3 separate regions of the Mus musculus genome follow, and all the other regions are linked to region 3. Evidence: chromatin contacts called from public HiChIP or PLAC-seq data. All regions are on one chromosome and are shown on one strand. Each heading gives the region's core, a stretch centred on a gene start, on an enhancer-like site or on the middle of the called end of the contact. The rest is flanking DNA. Distances are from core to core; before and after follow the strand shown.

Evidence for each region. HiChIP or PLAC-seq counts read pairs in DNA pulled down with a chosen protein or histone mark.
Region 1: a contact with region 3 is called in an H3K4me3 HiChIP or PLAC-seq map of bone marrow-derived macrophages, with 3 times the contacts expected there. The contact joins two enhancer-like sites. A contact is called at or near these places in 1 of 39 promoter capture datasets (macrophages), 3 of 484 Hi-C or Micro-C datasets (brown adipocytes, pre-B cells and regulatory T cells) and 3 of 115 datasets of contacts at active chromatin or transcription factors (bone marrow-derived macrophages, microglia and pancreatic cancer cells).
Region 2: a contact with region 3 is called in an HNF4G HiChIP or PLAC-seq map of pancreatic cancer cells. The contact joins two enhancer-like sites. A contact is called at or near these places in 4 of 39 promoter capture datasets (the C10 cell line, macrophages, pre-B cells and 1 more), 3 of 484 Hi-C or Micro-C datasets (brown adipocytes, pre-B cells and regulatory T cells) and 2 of 115 datasets of contacts at active chromatin or transcription factors (microglia and pancreatic cancer cells).

The regions. Positions count from the first base shown.
Region 1 is chr17:70,832,727-70,836,851 of GRCm38.p6, forward strand. No RefSeq gene overlaps it. Among named protein-coding and RNA genes, the nearest start is that of Gm41610, 6.5 kb to the right of the region's middle. Within about 2 kb of position 1,980, at least 129 of the 459 cell types and tissues checked have an H3K27ac peak or open chromatin away from gene starts, as enhancers often do. A contact at or near this core is called in bone marrow-derived macrophages and pancreatic cancer cells, where this site is marked.
Region 2 is chr17:70,854,615-70,858,919 of GRCm38.p6, forward strand. It overlaps Gm36856 (a long non-coding RNA gene), which reads left to right. Exons shown (of 2, transcript XR_876932.3): 2 at 1-84. Among named protein-coding and RNA genes, the nearest start is that of Gm36856, 3.2 kb to the left of the region's middle. Within about 2 kb of position 2,592, at least 6 of the 459 cell types and tissues checked have an H3K27ac peak or open chromatin away from gene starts, as enhancers often do. A contact at or near this core is called in pancreatic cancer cells, where this site is marked.
Region 3 is chr17:71,161,798-71,166,523 of GRCm38.p6, forward strand. No RefSeq gene overlaps it. Among named protein-coding and RNA genes, the nearest start is that of Lpin2, 19 kb to the right of the region's middle. Within about 2 kb of position 3,369, at least 94 of the 459 cell types and tissues checked have an H3K27ac peak or open chromatin away from gene starts, as enhancers often do. A contact at or near this core is called in bone marrow-derived macrophages and pancreatic cancer cells, where this site is marked.

The sequences.
Region 1 (4,125 bases), core at 730-3,229, 330 kb before region 3:
GCCTTTTGGCTCCATTCTGGCCCTGACTGGCCCGTTCCTCAGCCCACCCTTCTCCATCTTCTAATGACACAGCAGCAAAGCGATCCCTACTTCCCTCTCCTCCGGACCTCATAGGAGGAAGCAGTGTGAGTGAGGGCTTCAAAGATGGTCACAAGATTAAGAGAGCGATGACGAGTTCGCTAAGAACGGGGTGACCATGGTCTCTCGGGCTGAGGGTTGGTTACTGTGTTTTATCCCTTTGGGTGCTGGAATCTTTCCCATGCCAGGCCAGGGCTTTACCTCGGAGTTTGCCCCAGATCAACCCCAGTTCTTTTATTAACTTATTCTATAGGTCCCAGTGTTTTGTCTGAATGTGTGTGTGTCTACTCTGTTCTACCCAGTGCCCTGCACAGGCCAGAAAACTGTGGAATTCTCAGGACCTGGAGTTACTGTTGGTTGTAAGTTGCCCAGTGAGTTCTGTTATCAGTGTCCTCTTGAAGAGCAGCCAGCGCTTTTAACCACCGAGCCACCTCTTCAGACCCCAGTCCTGGTTCTTAATTGATCAGGGATGGGCTTCTCCTTGGCAGAGCCTCTAATCTGCTATCACCGTCTTCTCCCTCTGAGAGCTCAGTTTACCTTCTGTGATTCTCAACAACTTTGAAGTTCGTGGGATTTTGGGGAGGGGTGGGGAGATTGGTGGAGAGTGGTATTGTTTTAAATACCAAATCTTACATAAAGAAATTAAGCTTTTCAAAGATTCTGAATAATATTCCTTAGAAGGCTCTACGTAGCTCCAAGGAAAAGGTTTGCCTCGAACTGACCAGGTCCTGAGTTCAAGCCCTAGTACCATATAAAAAGGACAAAAAGCTTGCTACACAAATAGTTCTTCCTCCTACCTCCACACCCGCGCTATCACAACATAAGCCATCAGTAAATCAGAGCCAGGGAGACAGAAGGTGCCAACCAGTGACCTGAGTTCAACCTCCTAAAGAAGATGAAGGAGATACCTGGCAGTTCCCAGTGTACTCCTCCAGACACTTGCCTACATGTGCACCCTCAGCACACACAAAATACGTGTCAAGTTTTTAAAAATCATTCTTGAATCCCAAATGGGATTAAGATCCCAGAACCAAGAAAATCCAAAGGCAAGCAGGAACTAAAATTTGAGAATAGAAAGGACTACTAGCGGGATGTGGAGACGGAAGACAGCAGGGAGAATGTGGACCTTGAGGCCAGCTAGGTCTGTAAAGTGAAACTTTGTCTCAAAACACAGATAAGATAGATAGATAGATAGATAGATAGATAGATAGATAGATAGATAGATAGATAGGATAGATGCATATATTCATACATATATACATACATACATGGAGTGAAACTTGTCTCAAAACACAGATAAGTAGGTAGGTAGATAAGATAAATAGAAAAGATAGATGCATACATTCATTTATACATACATACATACACACACACACACACACACACACACACACACACACACGGAGAGAAACTTAGTCTCAAACCAGATAGATAGATAGATAGATAGATATAGATAGATAGTCAGACAGACTGGTTGACTCTGTTGGTTAGTTTTGTAGTTTCTGTATCAAAATTTCAAACCACTGCCTTCCTGGTATAGAGTTCCCTCAAACTGGGGCTTTTCACATCACCTTCCGCCAGCAAGCATTACATGATATGCCCATCTCCACTTCTCCGCAAAGGAGCTCGAGTCAGGTCCTCCTCTGGACGAAGAAATCTGAGTTAGCAGTTGGCCCAGCCCTCTGCAAATGGCACACGGGGCTGGCAGTGGCTGCACCTTGCGGACCGAGGACAATAGTCCGGTGCGAAGCTTGGCGTTTGTGTGCGGACCCAGGGGGCGGGGTGGGGGTGGGAGCCTCAGAAACAGGAAGGCCGAGATTACAGTCGGTTTTACAGCTCTTTTGAAGTCGCCGGGAGCCAGCTCGGGAAGCCTGCAGGCTGTGAGCACGTTGATCAAAGGTCCCTTTGCGGGCTCAAATTAACAGGGAGCTGGCGAGCCCGCGCAGCACCTGCCTGGGAAGAGCAGCGCCACAGCAAACCGGCTCATCTTGCCGGGAGGTGAGCCTCTCAAAAAGCTTGCCCAGGCAAAGTACTTAGGTTCTGTCTGGGTCGGAGGGGAAAGGCGTGGTCTGTTTTCTTTGCGTAGAGATATTTATTTTTAACGTTGATCTTTACGCCACTAGAGCCCTCCCCCCTCCGCTCTAATCCACAAGCAACCCCTTTTCAAAAATGGATGGATGAGTTGAGATTGGGAGAGGAATGAATGGTTTTATCATAAAATTGCGCCGGCCCCTTTACGCAGCGTTGTCCCTTTCATCCCTATTAAAAGCCATAGTATTGATAGGGTTTTTTGTTTTGTTTTGTTTTTTAAAGAGTAGCCCTAAAGGGTCAGAATAAAAACAAACACACTGGAAAACAAAGCCCGTGGGCTCAGAGAGCTGATGCCTAGAAAAGAAAGTGAAAAGTTATGTATAGTTGGGTGTTAATACACCGAGAAGCTGCGGAGAGCGCACAGGAGTTCATTGTGTCAGACTCTTTGTAGTTAATGAGACTTAGGAAATCCCCGAGGACTCGGCAGTGCCTCGAGTCTTCCTAAGGAGCAGATGTGGTCAAAAGGAAAATGGAGAAGGGGTAACTTGGTAGACAACAGAGGATAGAGGTATTTAGAAAATAAAATTATAAACGATCATTTGCCAAGGCAACTCCAAAATCCTTTAGAGTATAGGGTGGTTTTGTTCATTTGTTTTTTGGGGTTATCTCTTTGCAAGTCATTTGATTTCAAATGCAGTGCTCGCACAGCATGCAGAATCTGCTGGGGATTGAGGGCTGCATTACAGCCCATAGCCTCAGACAGGCTGAACTCACCAGCCAGCCAGCTTCCTCCCCCTGTACAGCAGTAACAACACCTCTCACTAGGGTTGTGAAGTCTAAACGACTGTACATAAGGTGCCCAATAAATAAGATAATGTGATAAGTGGCAATATAAGGTGTGCAATAGATAGACTATTACTTTTAAGTCAATCTGACTTTGTGTTTCTATGTTTACACATGTAGTATTTGGAAATGAACCTTGGACTTTAAGAACGCTTGGAGTCATTGAACCACACCCAACTCCTATTCTGACATTTCACTGCTATCCAGGATTTACAGAAAATGTTAGAAAAACTCTGCAGCAATGTTATTTTGAAATTTATAAAGCCTTTACAAAAATGTGAAGAAAGATGTATATATTTGTGGCATCTTGATCTCTACTATAAATTGCGAAATGATTGGATTGAGCTTAAGGTATTAAAGCTTTTAATTAGAAAATTTTAAATAAATGATGTTCTGGATATGTCATGCATGTAACTTTGGAGAAAAATGTCAACTACGTGTAACACCCCCTGACTTGCCATTATACCTATTATGGATTCAAAGGAATTTAATACACCTGTCTAGTTTAGTCTGGTCTATCTTTTTTTTCCCGCTCTTTGGTGGTGTTTTGTGTTTAGTGGGGATGGAAGCCCAGGCCTTGCCCCTCCAACTGAGCTACATTCCTGGATTCCTGGGATCTTGTTTTGGTTTTTCTTTTTCTTTCTTTTTTTTTTTTTTTTGAGACAGGGCCGTTACCTCTGCTATCGTGGGTTGAATGTATCTAAAACCATATCAACTCTATACCGTGATGCCAGGGTACGCCTTGTTTACCTTCATGGTCTTGCGACTAAGTCAGAGCTATGGGCTCACCGTGGCTGCCCAGCATGACAGCATCACCACCAGCCTGGGACACCATCGGGCTCAGAACATGATTTTATAGAATATATGCTCTCAGCTTATAGGTGGGTCAAAAGCAGTAAACGAGCCATCTTGCATCAGCAACCTTCTTGAAAGTGGTCTCTCTTGATGTGTGGATCCCCACACCCGATTGGATGCCTGAGGTCACTCAATCTTATCACATCTGCTTTTTCCAAAGTTTGAATGCATCAGCTCTGCCCTTTGTCCTAACTGGGTGCTAGAAGTTGAATGGCCAGGATTAGCCCCAACTTCTGTCTCCTCACAATCTCACAGGGAGATTTGATCTTCCCTTAGGCCTGACCAACCACAGGATGGGAATTTTTCTAACCTTGCTGA
Region 2 (4,305 bases), core at 1,342-3,841, 310 kb before region 3:
CGAAAGTCTCCCTCCTAGCCATTTATTACCTGTCTATCTGGCCTACCCTTTTTTTGACTCTCAATTAAAAATCTTGAGACCTCATCCATGTATTATTTGGTAAATGCGTTCATTTTTAGCTTAGTTTATGATTAACAGTTCATATGCTAACTTCCATGGTGTGGGACATAGACATAACAGTTCATATGATAACTTCCATGGTGGGACATGTCTGGAGTCTACCCAAATCTGGGTTCCCTGGGCCACAATCACTTTCATATTTGGCTCAGGATAAATGATCTCTTACTGTCTTTGGGATGAGAGCTGTGGTTTTTGTTTGACAATGGCCTTATTGAACTCAGTCTTTATCCCCTTTATTTTTTTCTTTCTTTCTTTCTTTCTTTCTTCCTTTCTTTTTTTTTTTTTTTGATTTTTCGAGACAGGGTTTCTCGGTGTAGCCCTGGCTAACCTGGAACTCACTCTGTAGACCAGGCTGGCCTCGAATTCAGAAATCCACCTGCCTCTGCCTCCCGAGTGCTGGGATTAAAGGCGTGCGCCACCACTGCCCAGCTCCCTTTATTTTCAATATCTTGTATCTTCATGTATGTGCCTCAGACTTTCTGAAACATTTAAATGCTCCCATTTAATATCCAAATTAGTCATATACGCTATATTTTTCTTAAAGTCAACATAACTTGAACACATTCAAATGTGCCATAGCTAAACAGCACAAAGCAAGATGTTGGGCACAGACTACCTGGCTCTCAGGGAATCTGTCATAGAAGGTCACACTGATAATGAAGGCAGAGATTGGCCTTAGACATCAGAGACACCAAGATCCAGATATCGCCAAGGTAACCTCCAAATGTCCTTCCTTAGTTAAAATCCCGCTCTTTCCTATAGAGTCTTTCTAACCCTGAAGCTGCTGGCTTCCTTTTGGTCTATCTCTTAGATGAAAATGAGTTGCACCTAATTCTTAGATTTTTTTTTAAAAGATTTATTTATTTATTATATGTAAGTACACTGTAGCTGTCTTCAGACACACCAGAAGAGGGAGTCATATCATGTTACGGATGGTTGTGAGCCACCATGTGGTTTCTGGGATTTGAACTCAGGAACTTCGGAAGAGCAGTCAGTGCTCTTAACCACCGAGCTATCTCACCAGCCCCTAGATTTATTTTTTAATTATGTGCATGTGTGTGCACAAGCACACATGAGTGCAGGTTCACTTTGGAGGCCAGAAGAAGGTTTTGCCCAGGCTGGCTGGAGGGATAGCAGGCTCTTGTGGAGAACTGGACTTGATTTCTCTAGAAGAGCAGGATGTGCTCGCACCCGCTGAGCATCTCTCCAGCCCTGCATTTATTTTTTTTCTCTTAAGAGTTCTATGTTTAAGAAAATCAGCTTGTGTGTACATCTGACATTCTCATTTCTTCTTGTCCGTTCATAATCATAGCCACATTTTACTTTTTAAATTTTTATATGTGTGTGCGTATGTGTGCATGAGAGAGAGACACACACAGAGAAACAGACAAGGAGCATGGAAAAAAATATATATAGGTGACCTTGTTGAAAAGCATTTTGTTTGTTTATTTTCTCAAATGCAAGGAAACTAGAGTAAATAGTTAACAGCACACAGAAGACATTAGTTCCAGAAGAGACGGTGCAGCTATAAGAAAGAACAGCCTGGCATTAAGAAGTGGGACACGGGCTGGAGAGATGACACTGCTTCCAGGAGACCTGGGTTCAGTACTTAGCACCTATATCAGAAGGCTCAAAACCATCTACTCAAGAGCCCAGGTCCATGGGATCTGTGCCCTCTTGCTGGCCTCCTTGGACAGCCACAGGCACGTGTATACACATCAGAGAGAGACAGAATAAATAGTAGTTTTTAAGGTTTGACAAATGAATCTACAGGTTAGAAATTTACAACTAAATAAGGAATCCAAATCACTAACAAACATGGGGAAAGACACAGGAATTTGCTGCTGTTATTACAGGGTAGAGGAAATCACACTGATTCATCAATTAACAATGGTAATACATTCAGAAATGTGTTGTTAGGTGATTTTATTATGTAGACATCATGCAATGTCCTTATCTAAAATGGGTATGATATCATTAGGTCACTTTATTTATTTATTTAAGAACAGATTTCCCTATGTACCCCTAGCTGGTCTAGAACTCACTACATAGTGAGCTGGCCTGAACCCCACAGAAATATTCTGCTTCTGTCTTCTCAGATGCTGGGAATAAGATGTGTGCCACAACTGGCAAGGCCATTCAGTCTTACGAAATCATCATTATATGTGTGCTACACCATTGACTATAGACTATATGGCCAATGACTGTTTGCACACACAGACACTATTAAAAAAAAAACAGTACAAAGCCATTTTTCATAAAACTATTAGAGGCTGCTGCCTCTGGAGGTGACAGGCAGTCAGAGGCTGGCGTGGTGCCAACACATCCCGTCGTGTCACTATAACAACTGAGCAGTGATCTGTCGTACCATGGATTACACGTAACATCAGTCTTTACTAGGTATGTGAGTTTGGTTCTTGCTTGTGTTAGATACGTACACTCTCCGGAGCAAAGATCTGAAACGAGACTCAATTTTCCAGTCAGATTCTGTATCCTGGAGCGAGCAGTGGTTAATCATTAGCCAGCATGAACAACCCCTAATGACACCAGAAACTAATTATTCATTGCCCCTTACGAGAAACAAGAATAGATGATGTCATAGCCCGGGAGCAGATGACCAGATGTGAAAAAGTAAAACCATTTATCTTGATGCAGATAGTTTTTATGGACCAAGCATTGCAAATAGCCCTGAATCATTTTCACTGAAAACAAATTAATAAATGTGTAGGTGAAGTGAGTATTGCTCCCCGGAAGGCGGGAACTTGGGTAATGGAAGGCTTTCCAGTCCAATGGTATTTGTGTAGAGGGGAGTGATCTCCACAGGGTGTCCTGCAGAAGCCAAGGCAATCCCTTCATATTTTCTTCAGTGACAGGAATGCTTATTCCCTTGCAAGCGACATGAATAAATTTTATTTTTACATTTATTTGTTGATTGCAGTGATGGGGGTTGAACCTAGGACTTCCCTATTACTAGGCAAGCACTGACCACTGAGCCACACCTCAGCTGTAGCAAACTTGATGTTAAAACTCTGAGCCGAGCGTGGTGGCGCACGCCTTTAGTCCCAGCACTTGGGAGGCAGAGGCAGGCAGATTTCTGAGTTCGAGGCCAGCCTGGTCTACAGAGTGAGTTCCAGGACAGCCAGGGCTACACAGAGAAATCCTGTCTCGAAAAACAAAAACAAACAAAACTCTGACATCTATATTACTTTTTTTTTTTTTTTACTATACTTGATATAGAAAGATTGGTACATTCCACTCTCATTTTGAAAGCTCTCTAGCATATTTAAAGAGTATATAACATACATATGTACTGGTCCTCAAGAAATCCTTTCCATCTATTTATTTGTTTGTATGTTCACTCGTTTGTTTGTTTGTTTATAGACAGGTTTTCATGTATCCCAGGCTGGTCGGGAACTCTCTAGGTAGCTGACAATGTCCTCGAACTTCTGCTTCTCTTGCTTCTACCTCCTAGGAGTCAGGGCTCCAAACCTGCCTTACCATGCCTACATCTTTTTTTTAGTGTAAAACTAGAAATTAAGTCCAGGACCTTCCTGCCTGGGAGGCAAACACTTTGACTGAGTGAGCTAAATACACTGTTTTTAATTATGTGTCTATGTGTTTATGTATAGATGTATGCACAAAAGGTTTTGTGCACACACCTATACATGAACACATAGGTTTGTGTATAAGTGTGTATAGGTGTATAACACCTATATACACACAAGGTTTCCATGGACATGGCCATCAAGAGCCTCCCAACAAAGGTGCAGGGAACTGACTCCGATGATTTGCAAGAACATTTCAATCACAACCACTGAGCTACCTCTCCAGCCCAAAACCTTTTTTTTTTTTTTTTTTAATTAAAACATTTACTATTGTCTTTTATATGTGTGTGTGCCCTCCCCTGGCACTGAAGTTATAGAAGTTGTAAACCACCATGTGGGTGCTGGGAATCTATCTCTAGAACTGCACCCCATGACAACTAGCTGCTGAGCCTTTCTCTAGCCACCTCTCTCATCTTGTTTTTAGTAAAATCCTAAAGAGATGTGTAATCTCAGATACAATGTTCACCATTCCCAGAGTGGTTTTGCGTTTTAACTTTTTTAAATCGTGGATTTTTTCCCCCTTTTCTTCTTACTCTATAGCTCAGGCCCAGGATGGTGTGGGAATTTACTGTGTAACCCA
Region 3 (4,726 bases), core at 2,119-4,618:
AATTAAATGGTTTAGAGGGAGTGACAGCTCTCACTAACACATGACAACTTCCTCTATTTTGCTGCTTCAGAAAACTTCAGATTCCAATGACCCTGCCCTGCCTTTAAAAAGGTGCTATTACCTGCTAAGAGAGAAAGCTTTGCCGCTGCAAAAGGCAAATTACAAGTGGGAAGGATAAAACAGAAGACAAGAATCGGGACGAAAGCTTGCATGAGCAGGCTTTTCAGGGTCCCATGGACACAGATGGCAGCTGTCTGCAAAAAATGTTTTCAAAGCCCGTTCTTTCTCTTCGTTTTGACTTGTTTTGACAAGTGGAGTTGAGTTTTAGGCAAATAAATATAGTTGGTCATGATTTACTCTTAGTATTGGGATAATTAAGCAGTGACTTTCTGCAGGCATTTATGTAAGAAGCACCTCTGTGACATGGCTTTTACTTGGCTTTCTGGGCTGGTTTTTTAAATTGAAACATAATATTTGTACATTGTATAATAACTTGCTACATAATATATATCATATGCTGTGTACTATATATGATACACTGTATAGTACACACTACACTGTATACTATATACTATACTGTATACTATACACCAAATACTACACTATATACTATACTGTACACTATATATTATATTCTGTATACTATACACCATATACCATAAACTACATACTACACTGTATACTATATATTATACACCATATACTATAACACTACACTGTATACTATATACTATACTGTATACTATAATACTAAATACTACACTGTATACTATATGTTATATACTGTATTCAGTACACTATACACCATATACCATATACTACATACTACACTGTATACTATATACTGTACACTATATACTGTATACTATACACTATACTATATACTATACACTCTATGCTATATACTATACTGTACACTATACACTACACTGTATACTATATACTATGCTCTATATCGTATATAAAGTGTGTAACAGTCATTGCATCTACTAAAGGTAGAACCAGAGTGGGCCCAGAGCAGGTTGTGAAGCAGAGGAATGATTTTACTCTTCTCCCACTTTATGTCACACACCTTCTCTGAGTGTGGTTGTTCTACCTGTGTCCCACAAACCTGAGGCAGAGTCTAGCTGACCAAACCTCTGTCCTGCAGCTTTGACTGGCTTCAGACACACTTGGGGCTTGTCTGTCACAACAGTCCTCCTGACCTAAAAACCAGGCCCAGCTCTGGACAAAGTGTGCTGTGGGTCGCTAGAGTAAAATAATACTTCCAGTTAGGTGTGGTGGCAGGTGAGTCACAGGATTCAGGAAGCAGAGGCAGAAGGATCTCTGTGAGTTTGAGGCCAGCCTGGTCTACATGGAAAGTTTCAGGGCAGCAAGGACTATTATAGTGAGGCTCTATCTCAAGAAAATAAAAAAAATAAAAAAATAAAATAAAAATAAAAATGAATAATAATAGCCTTTGAAAATTCACACTTTATTTTTATTTTGTGTGCATGTATGTTTGTGTCTATGTGTGTGTGCACACATATGTGTAGATATGTGTAGAGGCCAGAGCCACTTTCCATGTTAATATTTTTGAAACAGGATCTCTCACTGAACTTGCTGATTATGCTAGGTTGGCTGGTTAGCAAGTGCCAAGAAGTTGCCTGTCCCCACCTCCTCAGGGGTGGGATTACAGATGTGCACTGCCACACCCAACCTTGTATATGGGTGTGAGGAACAGAACTCAGGTCTTCATATTTGCACTGCAAGCATATTACCAATTGAGCCGTCTCCTCCAAACCATGAAAACACACATTTTGGCGAAGGGAAGGATCTGATGCTCAAACCTAGAACCCCCAGTAGGGATCACATCCTAGAGAAACAGGATATTTCAGAATGCCAGTCACGCTGATCAGGCTGAGCCAACTGCAAATAATAGGCCACACACATCACCCCAGTGCCGGCTCTCAAAAAGATCATAATTTTAGATCTTGGGCTATAACCTCCTGGTTCAATGGGAACACACAGGACAAATGGATGGAATTCAGCCAGGCGAGCACAAAATCAGTGAAAGGTTGATAGGAAGACATGAAATTCAAGAGCAAGTAGCAAGAGAGGCTATATGCAAATATATTTTATATAACTATATATAAAGTATGTTATATATTTTATATAACTATAGATAAAGTATATGTTATATATTTCATATAAATGAGAAAAAATATATAAACAAGAAAACATGTGTTATAAATTTTGTATTATATAGTATGTATAATAACATGTATTTTATATAACACACATATATGGTATGTATAACATATAGAATATACTTAGTGGCAGGTGTCAGATGGTAAAGGTCAGGAGCAAGAAGAAAATAAATTGATTATTTAGAATGCTTTCCCTATGAGGTGATCAGTATAAGTTGACCTGATCAGAGCTTTTCTGATTTAACCATGGCAGAAACAGATATTCAAGTGTAATCTAACTAGGGTCTAACCTTTGGGAGAAAAAAAAAAAAATCTATGCTTTCTTTTCTCTTTCTCTCCTTTTTTTTTTTTTTTTTTTTTTTTTTTTTTGGTCTTATTTTGATTTAGGTTTGGAAGAAAGAGGGTTTTTTTGTTTTTGTTTTTTTTTTTGTTTTTTTTTTTTTTGGTTTTTTTTTTTGATGTGTCAATTGCTCTTTCTTGTTTATTGATTTATTTGATTTTTAGACAAGGTCTGGGTTGGCCTAGAACTTGTACTGCCTCTTGCTTCGGCTTCCCAGGTGCTTCTGTTGCAGGTATGAGCCGCCATGCCCAGCTAGTTTGCTTCTTACAGAAGTACATTGTGAGATGGTAAGTGCAGAGTTTGGATCCCCAGAGCCCACATAGTGCCAGGCAGATGTGGTGGCCTACCTGTAACCACAGAGACCAGGATCCTGGCTAGCCAGACTAGTTGAAGGGGTGAATTCTGGGTTCGAGTGAGAGGCCCTGCCTCTATATATGAGATACAAATCAGTCCCATGCACAGGGATTCATGTACACATGTACATACACATATGTGTACCATGCATACATACACATATGTGTACCACAGCATACACATGCCAGAAACAAGAAAAATGGATTTATTTTGCAAGTTATTCGCACTTGTATGCTACTAGTAAATAGCATTTTTAAGAAAGTTTTTTTTCTTCTTCTTCACCTTCTAACATCTGCTCAGAGTTTCAGTCCTGCAGTAGTGCCTGCCTTTTGGTGAGGGCCCAATTTCCTTGTGTTCAGGGAAGACCACACGCTATGAGTTTCATAGGGGAAGCTGATAGGGCCTCATGCTACACTTCTGTCTCGTGTCATATTTAGCGCTCTGCTAGGTCGTATCTGTGAGTAAGCCAGATTTGTCAACAGGAAGAAGGAAGATTTCACAACTTGGGAAGACAACATAGTGAGTCAGGCCTTTCTGTTCCATCCCCAGCTGACTGTGCGTGGTTAGCTGGGTAATTTGAACGAGTCATACCACATGCTCTGTTGCTGTTGTCTGCTACATCAGCATGTATCAAAAGGAAACAAACTTGGTGACTTAACTGGATCCCTATAGAGATTAATGAGTGAGTGAAAAATAACAGGAAATAAACTTTATTTACATTACAAACTAAAATGTTAAAAAAAATGTTTACCTTACAAATAAGTATTTTTAGATTGGGTTAGTTCCATTCCTAGAAATGTCTATACTATGTTATTACAACTATCAATTAATTTTATTCTTAGCATAATAATCATAAATTTTAATTATAAAGTAAAATGAAATTTTTGCCATGTACCCAAATTTCAAAATTTCAGGGTTTTTTTTTTTTTTAATGTTTAGGTAAACATCCTCAAACATCTTTTATTTAATTGGAATTTATGGAATAATTGCCACTATTTTAATTTAATCAGACCCCATAGTTCCAGGCTTGGGAGTGAAGAACACATATTTCTTTTGCAGAAGTCCTGAACTCAGCAGGACCCACAGCAGATGGCTCACATACTCCTGTAGCTGAGCTCCTTGGAACTCAATGCTTCTGGCTTCCCTAGCGCTGTCCTCATGTGCACACACCCACGCAGAGATACAATTTAAAATAATGAATATAAACCTTTTTCTAAAACTGCATAGTTCCTATTCTATTACTCTGTGTTAGGCACCCTGTTTTCCTTTTAGGAGCTTCTTCTACTAATTTCATTTCCATATTGTACACATGTATTATTTGATTTTATTAATTTATTGTATGCGTATTGCTGTTCTTTCTGCATGGATGTTCTAGGGACCGCATGCACGTGTGGTTCCCTATGAGGCTATCCCTGGAAGTAGAGTTACTGATAATTGGGCTAGCGCGTAGGTGCTGAGAACAGAGCCCTGCAGTACTGGGAGAGCTGCTAGCCATCTCTCCATCTCCTCTGTCTCTCTCTTCACCTTTGCTTGGTCTGTCTCTTCTAGTTTTTTTAGGCTCCACCTATATTTATATACATGAGAGAGTAGGAGGATTTTTATCTTTCAAGTTTTATAATTTCCTTTTTCTTTACAAATTAGTAAAATTCTGTTCTGCACATGTATCACATTTTCATTATCCATTCACCTGTTGATGAGCATCCAAGCTGAGTCCACTCCCTGGCCATTCTGAGTAGAACAGCAATGAATATGTACAACAAATCTCTGTGCTAGAATATGGAACCACTGGGTATATATGGCCAGGTGGGTCATAGGGCAGCTTTTGTTTCTTGCTGGTTTGTTT